Regions from separate parts of the Triticum aestivum genome. Here region 2 is linked to region 1. A link is a contact called in public Hi-C data. All regions are on one chromosome and are shown on one strand. The core of a region is the stretch at or near the end of the contact, and the rest is flanking DNA. Distances in the headings are between cores, read along the strand shown. Region 1 holds the start of LOC123169139 (transcription factor MYB44). Region 2 holds the start of LOC123181722 (ran-binding protein 1 homolog c).

The links. Hi-C and Micro-C count contacts between places; a contact is called where the count stands out from the background.
Region 2: a Hi-C map of leaf shows a contact between it and region 1, with 2.9 times the contacts expected there. The contact joins the promoter of LOC123181722 here to the promoter of LOC123169139 in region 1. A contact is called at or near these places in 2 of 5 Hi-C or Micro-C datasets (both in leaf).

The regions. Positions count from the first base shown.
Region 1 is chr1D:316,197,175-316,203,695 of IWGSC CS RefSeq v2.1, forward strand. LOC123169139 (transcription factor MYB44) reads left to right here and starts at 3,736. Exons shown (of 1, transcript XM_044586993.1): 1 at 3,736-5,327. The coding sequence starts at 4,163. The coding sequence ends at 5,077. It overlaps LOC123181721, which reads right to left. Exons shown (of 16, transcript XM_044594045.1): 16 at 6,478-6,521.
Region 2 is chr1D:316,354,944-316,361,464 of IWGSC CS RefSeq v2.1, forward strand. It overlaps LOC123181722 (ran-binding protein 1 homolog c), which reads right to left and starts at 3,801. Exons shown (of 4, transcript XM_044594046.1): 1 at 3,492-3,801; 2 at 3,253-3,404; 3 at 3,011-3,136; 4 at 709-1,309. The coding sequence starts at 3,670. The coding sequence ends at 1,098.

The sequences.
Region 1 (6,521 bases), core at 2,486-4,985:
GGGCAAGTAACATACCGATGACAAAGGGAACAACGTATGTTGTTATGCGGTTTGACCGATAAAGATCTTCGTAGAATATGTAGGAACCAATATGAGCATCCAGGTTCCGCTATTAGTTATTGACCGGAGACGTGTCTCGGTCATGTCTACATAGTTCTCGAACTCGTAGGGTCCGCACGCTTAACGTTCGGTGATGATCGGTATTATGAGTTTATGTGATTTGATGTACCGAAGGTAGTTCGGAGTCCTGGATGTGATCCCGGACATGACGAGGAGTCTAGAAATGGTCGAGACGTAAAGATTGATATATTGGACGGCTATATTCGGACACCGGAAGTGTTCCGGGTGGTTTCGGAGAAAACCGGAGTGCCGGAGGGGTTACCGGAACCCCCCGGGGAAGTATTGGGCCTTAGTGGGCCTGAGGGGAGAGAGAGGGTTGTAGCCCAGGAGGTGGCGCGCCCCCTCCCATGAGGAGTCCGAATTGGACTAGGGGAGGGGGGCGCGGCCCCTCTTTCCCTTTCCCTCTCCCTCTCCCTCTCTTTCCTTCCCCCTTCCCTCTTCCTAGTTGGACTAGGAAAGGGGAGTCCTACTCCTACTAGGAGGAGGACTCCCCCCTCCTTGGCGCGCCCCAAGGGACGGTCGGCCTCCCCCCTTGCTCCTTTATATACGGGGGCGGGGGGCATCCTAGGACACACAAGTTGATTGTTCCAAGCCGTGTGCGGTGCCCCCCTCCACCATAATCCACCTCGATCATATCGTAGCGGTGCTTAGACGAAGCCCTGCGTCGGTAGCAACATCATCACCGTCATCATGTCGTCGTGCTGACGGAACTCTCCCGCGAAGCTCTGCTGGATCGGAGTTCGTGGGACGTCATCGAGCTGAACGCGTGCTGAACTCGGAGGTGCTGTGCGTTCGGTACTTGGATCGGTCGGATCGTGAAGACGTGCGACTACATCAACCGCGTTCTCATAACGCTTCCGCTTACGGTCTACGAGGGTACGTGGACAACACTCTCCCCTCTCGTTGCTATACATCACCATAATCTTGCGTGTGCGTAGGAAATTTTTGAAATTGCTATGTTCCCCAACAGTTTGCTCATGCTAAAGGTCTGCGTCAAGAGATGCAAGTTCCCCGCTACTTTTGGTCATAGCCATGGATGCTCTGTCCGCTCTCATCTGCAAGGCATCCAGCGAGGGTGTGCTTTCCTCCTTCAACGGAATCAAGGCAAACCATAGATTGTCCATATACGCAGACGACGTGGCCCTTTTCATCCGGCCCACAGCCCAGGACCTCTCATGCGTGAGAGCAATGCTACAGGTGTTCGGTCATGCTTCTGGTTTGCGTGTTAACTACAGAAAAACTTCGGCCATCGTGATACAAGGGCAACAGGAAGATGGAGATAGGGTTCAACACTATTTGAACTGCCGGGGGGAAGATTGGCCATGCAAATATCTTGGTCCTCAACTTAGTGTACATCAGCTCACCCGAGTGGAGTGGCAGCCCTTGCTTGACCAGGCAAAGAGATTCATACCATCTTGGCAAAGGGGACTGATCCAGAGGCCTGGCAGACTTGTGCTTGTCAAGAGTGTGCTATCGGCGCGCCCGGTACACCACTTGCTAGTCATGGACGCACCCCAATGGGTATTTGAAGAGATCGACAAATGGATGTGTGCCTTTTTCTGGGCAGGGAAAGAATCAATGAACGGAGGGCAATGTCTGGTGGCGTGGCAAACTATTTGCAGGCCAACTTGCTTTGGAGGATTGGGAGTCAAGAACCTAAAGTTGCAAGGACTAGCCATGAGAGTGCGTTGGGAGTGGCTGAGCAGGACTGACCTCACTCGTCCTTGGCAAGGTCTACAACTCATGGTGGATCAAGAGGCAAGAGCAGTCTTTGATAGCATGGTGCTAATAAAGGTAGGAGAAGGTAGCAGGGTCTTGTTCTGGACAGACAGATGGCTACATGGTTTCGCCGTCGGTGACATAGCTCCCTTGATTGCTGGCATGGTGGATGCTAGAACCAAGCGGAAGAGAATAGTGCAACAGGCTCTAACGGAGGATGATTGGTTACATGACATCAGAGACGAGCTTTCTTTTACGGCACACATGCAGTTAATCCACTTGCAGCAGGCAATTGCAACGGTTGACAGGGATGTCTAGGAGGAGGATCAGTTCACTTGGCCTTGCGACGCCTCAGGTGCATACACCACGAAATCCACCTACAGTCGTCTTTGCCAGGGGTTAACGCGTCCTGCCGCAGCCCAGTGGATCTGGCGTAGCTGGGCACCCCTCAGGTGCAAAATCTTTGCCTGGCTAGCTTCCCAAAACAGGCTATGGACATCTGATCGGCGAGCGCGGCACGGTTTGCAGGACGCTCCTTCGGTGTGCTATACGTGCTGCCAAGAGAAGGACAATGTGGATCACATCTTGGCACAATGTGTCTATGCGAGGCAAGTGTGGCACGGATGCTTCGATTACTTACAAGTCAACTTACGCATCCCGAGCCATGATGATTCCTTCATGGAATGGTGGGGAAGGACACGGGTTACCTTACAGGGATTGGATAAGCGAGGTCTTGACTCCTTCATCATCGCGACAGCTTGGCAGCTTTGGAAGCAAAGGAACGCGAGGGTGTTCAATCGGATCGATCAGATTAGAACGCCGGCAAATTTAGTGCGTCAAATCTTTGAGGACATCAAGCTATGGAAACTTGCGGGAGTAGGAGTTGTGGGTTTAGCTAGATTTGTGAGAGAGTAGCTTTTCTTTCTCTGTTGGAGTTGGTGTAATCGTGATGATGTTCGCATCAGTCACGAATCTTGTAAAAATTGCTTCTCTCTTTTATAAAAATACGGTACACATTTGGCATACTCTCAAAAAAAAAGGGTGAAGTTTTTTATTTTTTTGCGAGGAGTGAAGTTGACGCCATTTAAGCTTGTACACTTAATCTTCGTACATGGAATTAGAAACGAAAATCCTGTAATCACCCAAAAAGTATGCAGCAAAGGACTAAACGGTTTAAGTGATCTGGCTATTTTTTCTAAAAAAATAAATAAATAAAGAAGCGAGAGGCGGTTTCTCTTGTGCACTATCGGCCAAATGCAAGTGTGTGTAATTGGAAGGCAACAAGATAGCGCCAGTTTCTGGTATGAAGGTTGCGATCTTCCCTCGCATGCAGCCATCTTTTTTTTTCTACGCACATGCTCACGCGTGGGCGCACTCATACAGGAGCATGCAGAGCCCCTTCTGGCTACACCTACACGTATACCACTACCAGCCATGAAACTGCAGCTGCAGCATGTGGTACATGGAACTATGGAAGAAGACTTCATGACGCCAAACCTTTAATCTTTAAGATAGTGTGCAATTTAATATTTGAATTACTCAAAATTTTGTGGTACTACTTAGTAACTTGTAAAACTTGTAAAGTTGTAGTCATAAATTGGTCGGTTTAGAAGTAATTTTTTGCAGCACACAAACATAAAACCAGCATCAGACCCTTCTTTTAGATAAACAGAAGCATCGTAACGGCGACAAGCTTCAGATTGGTACTACAACTCATCGACTCTTATCAGCAAATAAGATATCGCCCGACGGCACCAGTATTTGGCGGATTGCGACCGATCCTCCCTCCCTCCCTCCCCCACGGCACGTCGCACCCTGGGGCTGGAGATAACAGGAAACGGCAGAGCGCAGCATGGACGCCTCGCGGGCCACCTTCCCCGCACCACTCGAGAGAAACGGTAGCACTAGCAGGTCGCGACGCGTGACATCCAGCCCCGCCTGGCCTGGCCTGGCCCGGCACATCGCGCGCGCACGCACGCACGCACGCCGTGTAGCCAGCCGGGCATGCAAATGCGTCCATCGCCGGCGGTTCGCGGGTGACGCCGGCCATACCATCCGTCCCACGCACCGCCCGCCGGAAACCACCGAAAACGCCCAAAAACCCCACGGAAAACGCCCGAAACGCGAAACTGTAAAGCGCGCCCGCCCACCTAACACGCCCGCAGGAGCACACGAACCAACCAACGCCCTCCCCTCTCTCGCCCCGCATCCCGTCCCCCGGCCCAACCGCACGCCCACGTCCACGTACGTCCTTATATGCACAACCCACGCGGCAGCCGCAGCCGAGACCGAGACCGACGCGGGTAGAGAGGGGAGAGGAGGCATGCCGGACGGCGGGGGCGGGTCGGACGGCGCGGGGACGGGGGCGGGGAGGATCAAGGGGTCGTGGAGCCCCGAGGAGGACGAGCTGCTGCGCGACGCCGTGGCGCGCCACGGGGCCAGGAACTGGACCGTCATCAGCGCCGAGATCCCCGGCCGGACGGGCAAATCCTGCCGCCTGCGCTGGTGCAACCAGCTCAGCCCCGGGGTGCACCGCCGCGCCTTCACCCCCGACGAGGACCGCCTCATCTTCGACCTCCACAGCAAGCACGGCAACAAGTGGGCCACCATCGCGCGCAAGCTCGTCGGCCGCACCGACAACTCCGTCAAGAACCACTGGAACTCCACGCTGCGGAAACGCCGCAGGGCGGCCGCGGCCGCCGCCACCGCGGGCAACGCGGCGGGCGGGCCCGTCTTCGCGCCTGCCGCTGCCATGTCGTTCCAATCTGTGGATCTCACCAAGGGCGGGGAGGACGACTACGACGACGACGACGACAGCGACGGCTCGGTGGAACCGCCCGCCAACGCCAAGCGGCCCCGCGTGGACGTCCCTCCCGCGGTGAAGGTGGACGACCAGGCGCCGCCGCCCGACCCGCCCACGTCGCTGTCACTCAGCCTGCCGGGAACCGGGGTCGGCGCCGTCACCCCGCCGGCTCCCCCGGCGCCAGTGCCGGCGCCAGCGCCGGTGAAGGAGGCGTGGATGGAGAGCGCGAGGGCGATGCTGGAGCAGAACCCGTGGTTCATGGAGGCGATGAAGCGGATGGTCGAAGATGAGGTGCGGCGGCAAATGGGCAGTGTGTGCTCCATCATGGCGTCCCTGGGCAGAGCCGGCGCGGCGGCGGCCACCCTGCCGACGGCCAGGGTCGATCGGGCAGAAACGCACCCGGCAGGCGGTCGAGACCAACGGACGGACGGATAGACGAGACGCCAAGCATCTGCATTGCATGTTCCATTCAACTCCTCGTTGTTACTCGTCGATCTCACCCATGTCCGTCTCCATCTCCATTTCCATCCCCTGCTAGTAGAATCTAGCTAGTAGTTTTTTTTTTGTTGGTTTATTTACCTTAGAAGAAATTACTCCTGCAAGAGAAACAGAAGCATTTCGGATGCGCACTGTTTTCCTGTGAATTAGTTGGGCCGGTTGGATCGATGGATCGCTACTATTTTCCTGTTGGGGAGTTCGTTCAGGTGTGGTTGCGATTATCACTGAATGTGTTGTGCGTGCGTTGAGTTTGGTTGGGTGGGCGAGGCGTTACCCAACCGCACGCCCGCACGTCGCCGTCACGTCGTCTCGGCTCCTCGCCCAGTAACGGTTTTGCTGGTGGTTTTCAAGTGAGTACGCCAGTGGGCTCACACTTGACGGGCGTTTCCGTTACTGCTACTACATGCGAGTTTACATTTATTAGCACAAGATATGGCGGAGTATATATCTTTTTTTTTTCACTTTGCTAGTCCTATTTCTATCCATCACCTGTTCAGATTTTGAGGCGTATTAAATTAATCATAAGAAAACTCACTATATGCATGTGTTTTTTTGTTATTTACGTGGTCATGCATGCATGCATTGTACTCTAATTAATAAATTTGTAAATAAACTTGAGAAAGGAACGTATTAATTATGTTCTTTTGCAAACTATAAAATTTATCAAATTCTTGGTTGGGAAGTTTTTTGAATTAGGATCTGTAAACCGGAAGGGGGTGAGTATATGTTACTCGGTATCCTAGGACACGTCCAGGCAGCAGCATCGTCGGCGTTGCATTCCTTCTTGGAGGTGCTGCTTGGTACGCGACGGATCGGAGCCTTGATCTGTGCTGGGTCGATTCTGGAGGGCGCAGCGGTGGCACGTCATCCGTGCTTTTGTCAAGCTGTCATTGTTGGCATTTGTTTCTTCTTCTTTTTTTCTTTTTCTTTTCTTTTGGGCTTGTTGTGCTACTCGTCACAACAATTGCTATGTGATCGGTATCCGATCTTTTATAATCAAAGCGGCATAATTAAGCTACATTTGGCGATAATAAAATGGATGGGCCTTGTTATAGCAAGACTAGTTGGTACTCCCTTTCTAAAGAAATATAAGATCTTAACAGAGGGAGTGTCTCTTTCAGCTCAATTTGAAGTTCATAGTACTTGGTCCCGCAATTGGGCTGGCATAACGAGACGGGGTCACATGGTCCAGTGAAACAGGTGACAGAAAGCATCGGCCGAGATACACAAGACGTTCCGAAATAGCAAGGGAAATGCGCCTGCCAGGTAGCAACGGAGGTGTGCGCCAACTGTTGCGGCAGACCGCAACCAACAAAAACGCCAACAGGCAACAGAAGTAAAGCTATAACCGACGCCGCTTTATTTTAGCACAAGGGGATAC
Region 2 (6,521 bases), core at 2,551-5,050, 160 kb after region 1:
CGCTGACTGAAAACAGAAGCGGAGCGGGGGGTCTTGCTCGAACCTCATCCGCCTCATGTCACGGATCCGCTCATCGCAGAAGCCCTGGCTCTACAAGACGGAGTCATCTTTGGCAAGCTTCGAGGTTCTTCGCGAGTGGTGCTCAAAGTAGATTGTCTGGAGCTGGTACAGCTCTGGAACTCGCGACAATTTTCGCACTCTGTCATAGCGCCTATTCTTCTCGAAATTGAAGGGCTAGCCTCAACTTTCCTTAGTTTTGATGTTCATCATGTATTGAGACAAGCTAACAACTCAGCGCACCTTTGTGCAAAGCATGCGAGCACACTGGGAGTGACTGATTGTTGGATGGACTCTCCTCCCGGCTTCCTAGTGACGAGCCTGATGGTTGATTGCGCTGGAGCCGGTTTTGATTGAATAAAGCTCTATGTTTCTCGCAAAAAAAAAAGAAAAAAAGAAAGATGATCTGATACTTGCCATAGTAGTAAAACAATATGAACTCCCTAAAAAAAAGTAAAAACAATATAAACTGGCACCAAACATGCTCCGTCAAGATTATGCAACTAAGTTTTCTTTTGTACAGTCTCAGCTCTAATGTATCCAAATCTACTGACTTCAAACTTTGTAACAGGCGCATGCTAGCTGCCCACCGACGATCAGGAGCGGCTTCTCACATGTAAGAACAAAACAATAAGGAACTGGCATATCAAATGCGTAAAAATAATATAGCAAGTGATTTATAGAAGTTGTATGCAATCCATAACCAGCACATGCAACTCAAATACCCACAATTCAAACCCAAAATGTTCCAAACTCAATACTCATGGACTACATTTCGAGTTCTTGACAAAAGCAAGACAACACCATCCAAAAGCCATGCGAGCAGATATTTTACATAACAATAAATACTCAGACGCGTGAACACCCAGTGGGGGTGAAGATGGACTCTGCTCAAGACACCTTCTGACTGTCTCAAAAAGTTCTCAGCATATTTCATCGTCAACGACTACCAACTTCCGTCAACAGGAAGGACCGACAAACTGACTCTTGCCACCGAGCAATGCTCAGCGGTACCATTGTGACGGGCGTTGCTCTGCCCACTACTCTGAGGGGGCTGTCGCGGCTTTGGTTTCTGTCTCCTTGCTAGCATCAGTTGATTCCTCCTTAGCTGCGCTTTCCTCAGGTTTGCTTTCGCTTACACTAAGTTTCTCCAGCAGTCCAGCTGCGGAAGAACCTTCTTCGCTTTCACCGCCTTCATTCTTTGCAAGCGACTCAGCGATCTCATCAACTAAGTCTTTAAACTTCTTGCAATCTAAAAAATAGATAAGAAGGGAGTCATTAGCAGAGACATTCAACTATTTCAAAGTCTGCACTTAGTAAAACATAAATATGGAGCATCAGCACACTATCACTATGGTGGCATAGAGCAAAAGAAATTGCACAACTTTCAGTTGACCTCTGGTTGACTGGGGCAACACATGGAAAACACTGCAGGTGTGTTTAGTTTCTAAACGTTAATGCTAACCCTGGGTGTTTGGTAGAGGAAAGTTAATTTTGCCAAGCAATTCTGGGCTAGAAAATCTTTACTCCACTGGGAGAGCCTATACAGCTCTCTTCTGACGGCAATAACAGAGAAAAATGCAGAGTTAAACTGTTGTCCTGCTAGTGGGTGTAGATACTGCTGCTTGAATATGCTCAGGTTGGATTAGCTAACCACATATCAAACAAGTACCTCTGCCTGGGTAGGGTATAGCTCAAACAGGCCAGTGGAGCCTAGCCTAGGTAAACTAGGTGAGCCAATGATCCAAAGGCTCCCTATGCAGCTTAAACATGACTACTTGAACAGGGTATCAGCGAGATTTGCAGGAGAGATGTTATAGCTAAAGATAAGATTGAGCGACAGCCATAAGTAGCAAAATATTTATATATCTAAATGTGCAGCTGCTACTTGGATGAAATAATAAATACTACACAAGAAATACTGAGCAAGTCAGTAGGTTAAACAAGACAGTATATGCCTAATTATAGTACTTCACAGAATCACAATCAAAATGCTGCATTGAGCATGACTAAAAACAAAGACTAACATGTGTGGCGGAGCTAGCATGCACCATTTATCACAAATCAGGCATGGCTACTAGTGGGGAAAACAACACGAAACAAAAGAACTGGGACAGTGCATTATTCCAAATTATGTCAGGAACCTATGAAACTACAAGTTTGCAACTTATCATCCCTAAAAAGTTGTAACAGGTTACAACCAGATATTGATTGCAGCGACCCACAAGGCGGCAAAAAAGGTGCAATTTTGAAGCTACAAATATCATCCATACCCTACCACTGGAAATACTTAATTAATGTATAAATACTCGGCAACTGGAATTAAAAATGTCAATTAGAGAGGATCCCTGTGACCACTAACATAAACAAAGCAGCAAAAAGAACTTCCATGTGGATCTACAGGAAAACCGTTGAGACATGATATTATGATATAGCTAGGACGTTACAACTTAAATTTAGAAGAACCTTGAATGTTAAAAATTCACAAACATCAAGAGTCGCATGAAAACAATGATAGGTTGTGGTCGTGTCACCTTCACTATGACAAGGAATGGCCTTGCCTCTTGGAACATTGCCCTTATTATACCAAATCCACCTACCCCCAATCATGAAAGGTATTTTTTATGATCCTTTATCCCAAATAGTAGATTACTACAAGATCACATGCTTAAGATGTAATTTCTGATAAAGAGTGCCAACACACACCCTAAATATGTTGTTTTGCTGATGATTCACCGAGCCTCGTAAATACTAAATTGCTAAAAGAAAAATTCACGTGCTCAAGACAAAACACAACGTTCAGCTATAGAATGTAACCAGGTCAGGATTCACTAGTGTCTCACAAAGCATACAAAAGAAACTACTAATGCTACAAACAAGGTGATCTAGCATGTTATCCAACCAAGTCAACCACGCAAGACACACGCACGCGGAAATAGAGTTTAGAACTCACTCTCAACGGTGCCAAACCGGATGGCAAACATCTCATCCTTAAGTTCTCCGTCAGCAAAGTCTGCCGCGTGCCAGACACAGGACTTGTCGCTGCCGGCGTGTTCCTGCATCTTCGTGGTCGAGATCACTGCACACAGAGAGGATCAAGGCCATAACCGTGAGACGAGATCCTGTGATGAATCTACTTGAAGCAACTGAGCGATCGGAACTAAAGGAGCAAAATCTGAGGAAACAACTACAGACCTAGGTGATTGGCGCAGATCTTAAGTGTCTTGGCCTGGCGCATAACAAGGCGGACCTTGCCGTTCTCCTTGTGCTTGAGCAGCTTGACGGTGCCCGTGCCCCTCTCCTTCCACTGGTTCCCATCCTTGTCGAACCTGTATAGCTTCGCCTTCCTGCACATCGCCGCACGAACCCGTCCAAAAATCAGCGCCAGATCGAGCCGAAACGAGCAGAACTAGGGGGGACGAGGGGGAGCTTACATGTCGAGGAGAGAGTCCTCGTCCTCCTCGCCGGTGGTGACGGCGACCTCCTCGAGCCGCACGATGGGGGCGACCTGGGCACCGGTGTCCTCCTCCTCGCCGGCAGCGGCCGCGGCGGCGGAGTCCTCGCCTTCCTCCTCCGCGACGGGGCGCTCCACGACGGGCTCCTTGTCCGCCATCGGAAGGGTTGGGCGGCGGCGCGCTTGCTACTTCCGAGTCGACGCGGCGGCGAGAGGGGGGGACGAAGAGAGACGCCGAGGGAAGTTTTGGGAGGTCGGTCGAGAGGAGGGGGGCGGCCGTAAAAGGGCAGTGCGCTAGGGTTTTTGTGTACCACGGAGGGGGAGGCGCCGCCACAGAAGTGGGGCCCACTGGAAGCGTGATGGGGCGAGGCCCTGGCGTAGGGTCACCGTCGGAACTGCGTGTTAACAACGCCACTGCCGATTAGCAACGGCGTCAGTTTTTCTTCCAACAATCTTTTCTTTTCTTTTGCAACTAAAAATAGCTTTTCTTTGCCCCTTCCGGGACATACAAAAAAAAAACTTTTCTTTTGTGACTTTTAAAATTTTGAATAAATAATTTGTTACTAGTTCACCTTATGAAGGCTACTAGAGACTGAGTTCATATTAAGATTGACAAACTTGCCACAAATGACTTTGAAGTCGATGGTCGCACTGAACGCACATCACCGAAAGAACTGGAATAAATCCAGAAAAATGTGACCACCAATGCTAAGCCTAAGATTTGAACCATCGTAGTTACGTTCAGTTCGTTGTTTACAATAGTTGCAAAATCACCACACATATCTTGTAGTCCACATGTACATTGTCTCCCGCTAAACATAAAAATCTGAAACAAATCCAAAAAATTACAAACACCCATGTAAGATATAAAACTTGAATACAAATTCCATTATAAGCAACTTATCTATCTAAACTACGACTCGAGAAAGAGGTGAACAACTTTTAGTCATTCAAAATGTTTTTAAGGTGCATAATTAAGTCTAGACTAGTGCCATCCTTGGGAAAAAAATCCAGACTAGTGTGGAAAAAAACTATGTTCACACAACCTTTGCAACCAGACATATCGATCTAATGCTTGAGATAGAATAAGTTTTGTAACAAAATATTACCGACGTCACTAATGTTTTTTTCCTTTATTAGATTTTCTTATAACCTCTCTTTAATTGTATCTTGTGAGGATTTATTCTACGTTATTTTTGCGAAAATAAGATTCTCGTACATTTTTTATGTGGCTATGTAATATATGATCGTTGAATTTATGGTGACGTTCTTTTATCTAAATTAGGCTTGATGAATGTTATGCCATTTTGATTATTATGTTGACTTTGTCACTATCGTCGAACTTCGGGGCATGCATTTGGCTTTGGCTTTAGTGTGTGGATGGGCTCAACTCTGTGTTTCAGTAAATGTTCAACATATGGGCCAAGCTCGGGCTAAACATTGAACACCTGGGGCTTTCGCAAGGCTGACCAAAAACTTTACAAAAAGGCCATATTTACATATCACTGGCTGGTCGATCGACCAATTAATAATGACCAACATCACTAATGGGTTGACCAATTAGTCATAATTATTGCAGACAACCAAGGGTTGGTCGGTAGTGATCGATCGTCCCACTTCAACCGGGCAGTTAGGATTGCACTGCCTCGTACACGTATGTACATGGACATAACAAATGATATCATATGTAAAACATTGCACATTATCACATATAGGCTTGGTATAAATAGTGTGTATCAACGCATACAGGCGTAGTGTCAACATTGCATATCAACAAATACAAACACATGTTGCATATCATCGCATAGTCTCTATTTGTCACGTATCATCTATGGCAGCATATTATTAACATCGCATTTCGTCCTTATCACTTAGCATATATACATTGCAAAGATTTTGTTGGTTACGTCATTGTTGTCCCATCTCGCCTCTATATGTCTGATCTCGTCGCATATATCCAGTCTATCCATGTATACCCAAATATATGTCATTTAGAGCCTCGGTCAAGATATTTAGAGTGGTGCAAAATTGCTCATATAGCTAGTTTTGCAAAAGAATGACTCGGACCAAACATTGTTGCATTGAACACGTAGGCACTCCTCATCCTAACCGATTATGTAATAATCACAAACAACTATTGAGATAGTTTGTAGCGCGTACATAATCAGATAGGATACAAAATCACCCGCGAACGATTGGAAAGGACATCAAGGTCTAAGTTACTCTTTCAAAACCTAGATAATATATTAGTTTCTATCTTATAGTGGGTTTCCCATCATCAGCGAAATCCAAAGTTGTTGCCGAAATTCAAGGAGTGCAACCCAAGTATAAGATTCGGCGAACCAAAACCTAACATTAAGACAAAAGAAAAATGACTCATGTGCCATGTGGTGCCCACAAAGTGTCATCATCGAGCTTCGAAAGCCAACGAGTATGTCATATGTGCCCATCAGTAAAAAAGACCCTCTGATTCACGTCCACCATTAGACAAAGATGAGATGGGATTAGGAAAGATAAGAATGGAACATAGAACCTTGCATCTTGAAATTCTAATATACTCATAGAAAAATTCTAGTAACCATACCAATTGTAGCATTCATAGCAAAAAAACTACAAGATTTGTATCCAATTTAAATTACAACATTCATAGCAAAATGACATGAATTAGAGGGACATGCATGCTTCACTGCGCCTTGTGATTGGTTGTGTTTCTTTTTTTTCGCGAGCCATGTTAGTCTAAATAAAGTATGGTCTCTACGTTAATAGGTTCAAGTTACAGTTTCAAGCTTCATCATGAAAGTATTGAGTGTGCATAGCATATGCAATCGATAATGCCAAAAACGAAGCATGTAATAATCTTTGGTACATATGTCACATTTGTTAATTTCTGTCAGAATTACAGGCAGTGTCCACAATATGCAGCACAATACAGAATTGCAGGTTCAGCCACTCTGAAGATAGGCTTTGCATGAGGTGAGGCCGTTCTCAAGATATTCTGAAACACCAAATC